2 separate regions of the Rattus norvegicus genome follow, and region 1 is linked to region 2. The links are chromatin contacts, called in public Hi-C maps. All regions are on one chromosome and are shown on one strand. Each heading gives the region's core, a stretch centred on a gene start, on an enhancer-like site or on the middle of the called end of the contact. The rest is flanking DNA. Distances are from core to core; before and after follow the strand shown. Region 1 holds the start of Cdkn1b (cyclin-dependent kinase inhibitor 1B). Region 2 holds the start of Dusp16 (dual specificity phosphatase 16).

Region 1 (5,557 bases), core at 325-2,824, 130 kb before region 2:
CAGTTTTGTGCTCTTCCTCATTAACCCACCGGAGCTGTTTACGTCTGGCGTCGAAGGCCGGGCTTCTTGGGCGTCTGCTCCACAGTGCCAGCATTCGGGGAACCGTCTGAAACATTTTCTTCTGTTCTGTTGGCCCTTTTGTTTTGCGAAGAAGAATCTAAGAGGGGGGCAAGGGGAAATTTTTAAAAGAACACACACAAACCATCTTTATTATCGAGAACAATGGCTGACAGAAGTTGGCCCAAGAGTCAGGGGATGATCAACCCACTACCTCCACCCACGACCCCAGGACCCGTCATCCCCGGTAGCCTCTAAGGACACAAAATGAGGTTGTTTCCACTAACACAAGGAGTATTCTACGCCCCACGTCTCTTTTTCTCCCCCTAGCCAAGAAGGAGGCAGTTGGTAAACATCCTAACTTTTGTCACATATCTACAGCTGGCTAGAGGGGAGGAACTGTGACGCGTTAGGCTGGGGAAGTTATCACATCTTACTATCTCCGGCTTCTGACTTCAAAATCATAAACAGGCCAGGCAGTCAGCTGGGGGTATTTCAAACCTAAGCATCAAACAGGCTCGATCTCCCAGAACTAAAGCAGAACACGCAGGAAAAAGCAAGCGAACAGGGTCTAGCAAAGAGGAGCTACGGAGACAGACAGACATTTTAAGTTTTCCAAAGAATCATCACCTTCTGCCGCAGGTCGCTTCCTCATCCCTGGACACTGCTCCGCTAACCCAGCCGGACTGTCTGACGAGTCAGGCATTTGGTCCACCAAATGCCGGTCCTCAGAGTTTGCCTGAGACCCAATTGAAGGCACCGCCTGGCGGCTCCCGCTGACATCCAAGCTCTCCTGCGCCGGCACCTTGCAGGCGCTCTTGGGGGGGCGCGGGGGTCTGTAGTAGAACTCGGGCAAGCTGCCCCTCTCCACCTCCTGCCACTCGTATCTGCCCTCCAGGGGCTTATGATTCTGAAAGTCGAAATTCCACTTGCGCTGGCTCGCTTCTTCCATATCTCGGCAGTGCTTCTCCAAGTCCCGGGTTAGTTCTTCATGATTGACCGGGCCGAAGAGGTTTCTGCAGGCGGAAGGCTTGGGGTGCTCGGTTTGTCTGGCGTCCATCCGCTCCAGGCTCGGGCTCCCGTTAGACACTCTCACGTTTGACATCTTCCTCCCCGGGCGGGTGTGGACCACCGCCTCGCCTCTCTCCGAAAAAAAAAAAAATGAAATGAAATAAACAACAAAACCAAACAAAAGCGAAACGCCCCTGCCGCAGCGCAAACCCCACTTCGAAGTTCTGCGACTGCACACAGAGACGGCCAAGTGGAGTAGAGCCAGGCGAGCGACCGTCCGAGCCGCAAGAGCGCGCAGGTCTTGGGGAGAGAGGCGCAGGGACGCCCCGGCCGCGCAGCTCGAAGCTTCAGTGATCAAGTGTACTGGAGGGCGGGGAAGGGAGGGGAGGAGGCAGGAGGAGGTGGCAAACAGTCGGAGTGTAGGCTGGGGCGAGCCCGTGGGTCCCGCGAACGCAGCCCCTCTCCAAACCTTGCCGCCGCGCAAGTCTCGGAGCCGCGAGTGAGTCGGGACAAGGGATGAGGGGGGAAAAACACCCCGAAAGCACGAGCCCCCCTCCTTTTTTAGTTGCCCAATATGGCGGTGGAAGGGAGGCTGACGAAGAAGAAGATGATTGACAATGCAAGTCTATTTAAACAGAGGAGGAGCTCCATTGGTCTGGGCGCCGGGAGCGGCTCCGCCCAGGCTGGCGAGCGCGCTCTTAAGGTGGCCCCGGGCGCGGCGCCGCCGCCTCTCCGCGCTCCCGAGCGCGCCGCCTCCCCGTACCGCCGCCAGGACATTGGCTGGTCGCGTGACTACTCGGAGGTGTACGACTGCCAACAAACCTGCTCTGGCTGGCCCCGGAGAAATTAAAAATAAGACAAACAAACTAGCCAAACGGCCGGAGAGCTGGGGAGGGGCCAGCGCGGCGGCCAGGCGGAGACCCGGGAATCTAGGTCCGGGCGCTGTAGAGCTGCGCTGGCAGGCGCGCCACCGCTCCGGACTGCGACCTCCAGGTCTTTGCCCGCGAAACCCAGGGCCTGGGCCAGTGAGCTCCGAGGTCGCTGGCTGCTTGTTTGGAGCCTCAGTGGCTAGTTCAACCCACCTGCATTCGCCGAGGTGGGAATGAGGGAGGGTAGGCGAAAGATCCAGGAAACCTTGGCTCGGTGCCTGGGATCCCCCCCCACCCCCACTCCCCGCAGGGTGACTTAGCTAGGTTGCGGGAATCGGCCGCTTAGCCTGACCCCAGAAGTCTCTGCTAAGTAGGACAAGCCGGAGACGGCTTCAAAAAGGAACCAGGACTGACGACTCTTATCAGGGTGTTTCTGAATCCAAGCACTCCCATCTCGAGATTCAAAACCCTCAGTGCTCTCTCAAGCCTCTTCATCTGCTTTATAGCCATCAGACACTAAGTTTTGAAAAAGCCAGCTCTGATTTTTCTTGGTTCCCAAGCACAGTGGGAACCAAGTGCTTTCCAAGTGGGAAAGCCATTGCTATAGGCTGCGTGTGGGAACTCGCCTCTATAGTTTCTATACTCTGCAGTTCTTCTCCCCCAGAGCTGAAGCCGTTTCCTCCACCTGAGTCCAGACGCCAACTACAACAGCTCCTTCCTTCCTCCCCTTTTCTCTCCCACCAGCCTGTTGCTTCCAACCTACTCAGAACAATATTCAAATACAAGCAAATACTTTTAGAGAGCTGCAGGCTCTTGAAGGGCGAAAATGCTTTCCTAAGGGTCCAAGACTAGATTTGCAAGTGATTTATAATACTACCACCCAGGGATTACCAACACCTACTAATATTGTTTGGGTATTTTCTTTAGCTCCTTGGGCAACTTCACGTTTCTCTGTCAATGCTGAGCACAGTGGTAGAAAGTTAAAACAGTGATAGAAGTTAAAATAGGTGGGCCTGTCGTGACTCAGAGTTCAGTGAGATTTTTAAGAGCTTTACCCACTAGGATTCCCAAACAATCTTGGTTTGTGCTAAACACAATGCATCTTATTGGAAATAAAATTCCTGTTTTAGTGTCCCATAGAAGCATAGTTTTCTTATGCTATGGTGTAGTGAAACTGAATATTGACTTGTTTTCTTAGCCACATCTTGTCTGTCAGGATGTGCGTGTGTGTGTGTGTGTGCGTACACACACACCTTGCCTCCTAGAGTCAAAATGTAACAGCCCAGAAAGCCCTTAGATGAGTTTAGCCTCTTTTTTAGCAATGAGGACATTGATCCTCTGGTTTCCTGTCTGGGGACCTCCATCCAGTTAGTGGCAGAGTCAGGATTAGATGCAAGTCTCCTCATTCCCAGGCTGGTTCATTTTTCTGCCCCTCTCCCTCCTGGTGGTCTCGGCGTTCCCAGTTTTGTCTGGATTTGCATGGATTTCGATCTGTAGGCCCTTCTCTCTAACAAGGATCCAAAATGGCTCTTTCCAGGCCTGGGCTGCCCACAGATGTTCCCTCGATGTCACTGTCATCTAGTGCAGCTGTCACAGGCCTTTGGTATTGCCACCTAGGTGTGCAGATGAAATACAGACCCAAAAGGATGGATGGTACCCAGAGAGCAGTGAAGAAGGCAGCATCTGGGGTGGACTTCAAAGCCAGGCCTTCTGCACTGTTCAGTTGGGACGAACATGGGAAGTGGCCTCTTCTCTGGTGGTTTGTTTGAGGTGGTTTCGAACTGTGTTGTTCAGGCTGGCCTTGAACTTCTGGGTTCTTCCTCGATTCCCAAGTGGCTAGGATGCTGAGCTTGGCGCCATCTTGCCTCAGCAAGGCAAGAGGATCATGTAAGGTCGTTCTTGACTGCATAACTGAGTTGGTGGTCAGATTGTGTGTGTTACGGGAGACTCTGTCCCCAAAACAAAACACAGTAACTGGGACTATGTATGGGTCCACCCCACTGTGTTCAGGCTGCTGTTTTGATTTTTTAGATTCGGGCTATGAGATGGCTCAGCGGGTAAAGGCGCTGGCCAAAATGCCAGAAAGCTGGGGTCAGTTTTCAGAATCCATATGATAGCAAGAGTTGACTCTTCTCACAAGGTGTACTGTGACCTCTGACCTACGCACGCGCACGCGCGCACACACTAATTGAAAAAAATTATTATTGCAATGTTGTGCACATGTGTCGTCATGGCATGCATGTGTGTGTGTGCAGGTCAGAAGACTATTTTGTTAAGGGGTTGGGGATTTAGCTCAGTGGTAGAGCGCTTGCCTAGCAAGAGCAAGGCCCTGGGTTCGGTCCCAGCTCCGAAAAAAAAAAGAAAAGAAAAAAAAAAAGACTATTTTGTTGAGTCAGTTTCCCCCCTTCACCTTTACATGGGCTCTGCAGATTAAACTCAGGGTGCCAGGCTTGTATGGCAGGGGTCTTACCCATCGAACCTGGCTCACCAGTCTCCCAGCTGTTCCCCTCCCCCCTACATTTAACATTCCTACTTAATTTACTGAACTTGGGAAGAAGGCACAGTAAAATTGGGGTGAGCCTTATGTCCACGGTAGTGTCCATCTATGTCCAAATTGCTGGAGATTCCAGCACTGCAGAGGTAAGGAAATTCAAAGTCATCCTCAACTACACGGGAGAGTTCACAACCATGCTGGGCTATGTAAGACCCTGTCTCAAAAGTTAAACTAAAATAAAATGTAATTGCTAGGCTGCAAGGAGCTCCTCTTTGTCTCTTTCTGTGTGAATTATAGCTCTTATGTAAAAATGGAGAAATTACAGTCCACTGAAGAACTTTGTTTATTCATCATAATAATATCGGTACGAAAGCAGAAACTTAACACTTCTGTCCCTGCACAGCCAGAATCTCTCAGCATTCTGTAGGAGCACCATTTTGTTGATCTGTTAATCTCACACGTAAAGCAGTCCTGGCCACTCCACCTTAAGAAGTCTGGTTGCCAGCAGAAAGGCTGAGCTTAGCCGACCTCACTACGAATCTAAAGTGTTTTGTTTACAATCAAGGCACCCAAGATCGTAAGGCAAATACTGAGAAGGCAGGCACTTACTGTAGTAGCAGCGAAGCGTAAAAAAAAAAAAAGAAAGAAAGAAAAGAAAAAAAAATACTATGGAGTCGTGAAGGAAGAGGCAGAGAGCAGGGCGAAAGTAGAAAGTTAGGGACCTGCAGAAAAGTAAACTAGGGAGAAAATTTTCTCACGGGTAGAATAAAGTCCCACAGCACACTGCCCTTCATCAGAGCTTGCTTTTCCAAGACCCCCTAGTCCTTTGTGAAGTTTGGTCATCTTTTCCACTCCGGGTGCTTTCTTACATAGCGCTGAGAAGTGTCACTCATGCAACACTCTCCTCCACCCCACCCCCACCCCTTCCCCGAGGGGTTCTGAGACTTTGAGGAGTTTAGCGAAGAGGCGAAGACCAAAACAATTTAGAACACCTGTGTGGAAGATAAGCGTCCCAAAGGGGTGGCTGTCGAGCACCCCCAGCAGCCCGGCTCCCAGGTGCGAGCCTCTCACAGGGCAATTATGAGCCCCAACTGTGTCTGAAGAGGAGCCTCGCTGCCCTTCCACC
Region 2 (5,398 bases), core at 1,803-4,302:
GCCTCTATTATGTGCCTCTGAATATCTTTAATTTGACTTCATACCTAACTGCTAAAAACCAAGTCTCTTACAGTGGGGGAGGGTCTACTCCTTTGTCACCTGAACACACCCTGTTCATTCAATTTCCACATCTCTGCCATCTTCCCTGTAAAACAGTCCTTTCATACCTATAACCCAGTGCTCAGAAAGCTGAGGCAGGAGGTCTGCTATGAGTCTGAAACCATAGCAGATACTGGGCTATACAGTGAGTTCCAGGCTAGCCTGGGCTTTAAAGGGGGAACCTGTCTTTAAAAAAATAGTCTTTTTACTGAGTTTTTTAAAATCACAAACTAAACCTTAATTATTCTCTAAGGAGGTTAGAACTGTTCCTAAGATGCCTTCTCTTTAAAAACAAGCAAGCAAGCAAGCAAGCAAGCAAGCAAGCAAGCAAACAAAACCACAGCTGGGCATGGTGGTGCACCCCTTTAATCCTCATTCTTGGGAGGCAGAGTCAAGTAGATGTCTGTGAGTTTCAGGCCAGCCTGATCCAAATATTGAATTCCAGGACATCTATAACTACATAGTGAGACCTTGTCTCAACCTCCTCCGTCCCAAACTGCTCTTTTATCTCTCATCTTTTCCTCTCTAGATTCAAGATGATGATGATGATGGTGATGATGGTGGTGATGATGATGGTGGTGGTGATGATTATGGTGATGATTATGGTGATGATGATTAAAGACTCGGTGCCAAAATGTTGCCATGGCTGGCTTGGAACCCCATGTGTAGACTAGGCTGGACTTGAACTCACAGAGATCTGTTGGCCTTTTCTACCTGAATGCCGAGATGAAAGGCCTGCACCACCATGCCAACTTTATTTTTATTTTTTTACTCTCATTTTGTGGTCTAGTCTGCCTCCACCTTCTGACCTCTAAACTCTTTTAACCCTACTGTATGCCATTCAATCACTGATGCAGTCTTTACTCAGCTTTGGTCAATGTCTTACCTCCCTAGTTAGACCATATCCAGAGAAGATGCCCATAGAATGTCTCTCATAGACCCACACACAGGGAAGACAATACAATTTAATTGTCTAAATAAGGGAAGAGGCAATTACAGCAGAGCTGATGGAGTTGTTATCGAGAGTCATGCTCTGCACCTCTACTGCAAGGACTCTCTACTCTTTCCGTCAACAGATCCCAACACCTTTCCCTGTGAAGTTTTAGACTACTCCCCTCCCAACTTCCAAAAGCAGGCTCCTAGGTGGTTGTCAGCTCAGTGACGCTGCAGTACCACGTCCTGCCACGAGAGGACAGGGAGCCGCCGGACACTCCCCCTCCTAATTTGCAAGAGATCAAAGGCACCCCCCCCCCCCCAATCTAAACTGGGTCTGCATCTGCACGTACAGCCTGACGTCTTCTGCTGTTCTCACCTCCAAAAGGGCTCATTTTTTTACTCTGAAAGGTGATCTGAAAGTACCCGGAGGCATATTCCATAATGGTTACCTTAAATGATTAGTGATCGCCAGCCTTAACGATGCACCATGGTGGCAGGGTTTAAGGTAGGAGAGTACTAACAGAAATATCATGTTTCTAACCCACTCCAAACGTGCTCATCAGTTCTTCTGCCACCTTTAAAAAAGGCACCTAGGCAGTGTCCACATCTATTTCCTTCAACATACTGCCTTCAAGGGCCAGAATCCTTACTTCAGTACCCTGCAAATGACAGTGTTTTGGGGTAAATTCTTCCTACACAGGAATCTGGCTCTTGGGCCAGTCCACCAGGAGAGTGCTTTTCTGTCATTAATCTCATCTTTCTTATGTGATATCCACGTGAAGCCTTTTTAGTAGAAGCAGCTTCAAGCTCAGATGCTCAAAGGGCGCTGGGATAAAGCTTCGATTGTCCTATTCAGTGGCTGAGAATGGTTGTCGCCACCTCAGGTCTCTCGTTTTTTCCAAAGTATGTAGTGTCTCAAAAACAAAGCTACTTTGAAAAGAGGAGAGAGAAAAGAAAAAGAAAACAAGTACAAAACCCCCAAATCCATGAGAAACTTGGAGTTAAATCAAGTAGGTCTCGCATCTCTTGAGAGGAAGTGAACTCTGGTTTAACTTAAGATGATGCTGCACTTCTGATAAGAAAATACTTATTTTATGTGTAAGGGTGTTTTTGCCTACATGTTTGTATGTTCACGCCACAGGTGTGCTCGGTGCCCATGGAGGTCAGCAGAGGGCATCAGATCCCCTGGATCTGGAGTTACAGATGGTTGTAAGCTGCCCTGTGGATGCTGGGAATCGAACAGTCAGTGCTCTTGACTGCCCAAAACCCCCTTAAAGTTTTATTACATTTTTATTTATTTGTGTGTATAGCGGGGTGGGGCCGGCATGTGGACTGAGGACAATTTTCAAAGACGGTTCTCTCCACCGCATGGACACTTTACATGCTGAGCCATTCCGAGGGCACGCAGAAAAGATTTTTTAAAATAATCCTTGGCTATGTTTGCCATAAATCGAGGCATTCGGATAGGGTGCAAGGTCGAAGACACGGGTGAATGTCTGACAACTCGGGTGCAATTTTCCTTAAAGTACCTGTAACTTCCCTCTCAAGAGAAAAGCCCCGGATTTGGGATTCCGGAACCTTCTTACAGAGTGACCGCAGCAGTCTCTAGTCACCGTGTTTTTGTATAGTGCGGGCGGGCGGCAGACTCTGACTCCAGGGCCGCGAACTCGGAGCGACCAGGCGCGCGGGCGGGCGAGCGGGCGGAGCAAGCAGCAGCACGGCGGCGGCCTGCCTGCGCGCGGCGCCGGGTTCTTCCTCCCCGTGGCGCCCGAGGATCCGAGCCCACCTCCCGGAGCCTCCGGAGCCTCCGGCTCGCGAGGACGAGCACCGAGGGGCGGGCGACGCGCGGCCCCGTCCGGCGCCCCCGCCCCCCGCCCTGCCCTCGCCTGTCTCCTCCTTTCCCCCCACGGGCTTCGCTGAGTTCATTCACTGGGATTGGTTTCAAGTGACGCCATCTCTTTATTTTTAAACCGATGACCTCATCGGCGCTTGAAGTTTCCTGACCAGCGACTCTTTCTCTCTCCCCAACCCCCACCCTACCCCCCCTGGTCCCCTCCTGCGGGCATCACCGTTTGGGGGGGCTCTCATCCCACTTCCAGCCATTTACCCTCCCCCTCTCCACTTTTCCCGCGCGGACCCCCCCAACTTTACCTCAACTTCTTCATCCCTGTCGACATTTTTTTCCCCCTTTCGGGGGGCGGTGGAAGAGAAAGTGAAGAAAAGTTGCAAACGCCCGGGCTCTCGCTAAGCTCTCCGCCCACCCCTCAGAGGAGAAGCCCCGGCGGCGAGGAGGACGCGCTAGCGACGGCTGGGCGACGCGGTGACAAGGCTCGCTCCCCACACAGCGAGCCTGGAGCCGGCCGCCCCTCAAGTAAGTGTTCGCGGCGGGCCGCGGGCCGGCTGGGAGGCGCGTCCGCACCTCGTGCGGGCCGCCGCGCGCTCTCCCCGGGGGCCGGCGGGCCGCGGCCGGCCGGAGTGGCGTCGGCGTCGGTGACGGGGGTGTGTGTAGGCCGCGCTGGGGGGTCGGCCCGAGTCGCGGGGGCGCCCGGGCCTCGCCGCGCCGAGCGGAGCGGAGGCGAGCGGGCGAGCGAGCTCCGGGCCGCGGGTCGCGGGCACCTGGGCGGGCGAAGCTGCTCACTTCCAGACTGTTACACAACACGCCTGCCAAGTGGGGCCCCGGCCTGACTGTTTCCATTATCCCAAATTCACCTTGTGTGCTGGCAGCGAGGCCACCTGGGGAGCGACGGTGCCGCTTCCTTAAAACTCATGCCCCCAACCCCGAAAAAGAAAACCCACCCCCACACTTCAACTTCCATTCCGGGGCTCCCGTCACGGTGTTGGGGGAAAGCGGTCCGTCGGTGACTTTATTTACAGTAGCCGTAAAATGTGAGACATTAAAACGGGGGAAGCAACGGACGGTCTGTGAGTATCGTGTAGTTTCACGTGAGAAAAAAAAAAAAAACCCTGAGGAGGACGTGTATGCAAACTCTTTGAAGAGCGGGCGACGGTTGTTTTCCTACAGAAAGCTGGTAATAAACTTGGGGGAAGTACAAGGAGATCTTAAAATGAATGGCCGCTGCAAAACTGGAAAGAACTTTCCTTAAACGTCTGTTTCCAAGATCCTCGGTGTTCGGAAGCCCCGTGGGTCTCAGACTGTTTGGAGAACGCACACCTCTAATCAGCCCATGCTTAGAGAGGAAAAACCTGTTGCATAATCTCATTTGCTGTGGGGTTGGCTGAGCCGTCCCCTGGAACCAAGGGGGAAGTGAGTTAAGATGAGGGTTTTAAAACCTCTGAGGTTTTTATTTACACAGTGCGCTGGGTGCCACTTTGCCTTTAAAGATTGTAAGTAGATACCCTGCTCTTACAAGTGAATCAAACCTATGGAACCTGCTGGGGAAATGACCAGGTATGTGTCCTTCTCTCTCCTCTCTCTCTCTCTCTCTCTCTCTCTCTCTCTCTCTCTCTCTCTCTCTCTCTCTCTCTCTCTCTCTCAGACTGGGGAGGGGGGCTCTTGGCCACTCTATGGAGCTGATACAGTCGACAACTACTTCCTCAAGAGTCGTATGCTTTTTCATCTCCCATAAAGAAAAGACTTTTAAAGGTAAAAGGGGAACAAAGAGCTTCACCATTGAGATAATTTCCTTTTAACTACTCCAGAATCATATTATTGATGAGCACACTTCGGGGGACGGCTGTGGTTCAGATTTATAAAATTCTGTATTTGGTGAAGATCAGCAGCTTGGAGAAGTATATTGAAAACTGAAGTATTTGTGGCTTTGTGTATTTTAGTCAAAATGTGACTAGGCACTGCAAAAGGGTTTTTTGGTCTTTATTTTAAGAATAAAGCTGTGGGATTTACTGGTGTTTAACGACCTTGTGGGGTGTTGATATTAATTTTTTCTTGACATTTACCATCTTATGGGACAAATTCAGGACTTCAGCTTGAATTATTAGTTTTTAGTTCAATATTTGTGTTTGTCAGAGTTCCTAATGGAGAGAAAATTAGGAATAAGTTTATTTTAAATTTTAGTAAGTAGTGAATAAGTTGATTAAAATTATAAAACGTTGATAAAGATATTTACTTCTTTTTTTTTTTTTTTTTTTTTTTTTTTCTCCCTGGTATCTCAGCATACCAGAATACTTATCCTAAAATTGTGCTGGTTTTACTTTAGTGTTTCAGATGGTAAATTTTAATGGACAGGGTTGGGAACAGGAAAGTGCACAATACCCACTCCCTCCCCAGCTCTCACTTTGTTCAGTTCCCAAGTTCTTGTCATTTAGTTCAGCTCCATGACTGTAATTGAGTACCTACAAAATTAAAATATTAATATGAAATTGGGAGTTCCTGGTTTTTTGATCA

What was found. Hi-C and Micro-C count contacts between places; a contact is called where the count stands out from the background.
Region 1: a Hi-C map of liver shows a contact between it and region 2, with 5 times the contacts expected there. The contact joins the promoter of Cdkn1b here to the promoter of Dusp16 in region 2. A contact is called at or near these places in 2 of 12 Hi-C or Micro-C datasets (liver and mammary epithelial cells).

Annotation. Positions count from the first base shown.
Region 1 is chr4:169,487,521-169,493,077 of GRCr8, reverse strand. It overlaps Cdkn1b (cyclin-dependent kinase inhibitor 1B), which reads right to left and starts at 1,574. Exons shown (of 4, transcript NM_031762.3): 1 at 1,538-1,574; 2 at 688-1,201; 3 at 30-157. The coding sequence starts at 1,162. The coding sequence ends at 39.
Region 2 is chr4:169,359,162-169,364,559 of GRCr8, reverse strand. Dusp16 (dual specificity phosphatase 16) reads left to right here and starts at 3,052. Exons shown (of 7, transcript NM_001106624.3): 1 at 3,052-3,406.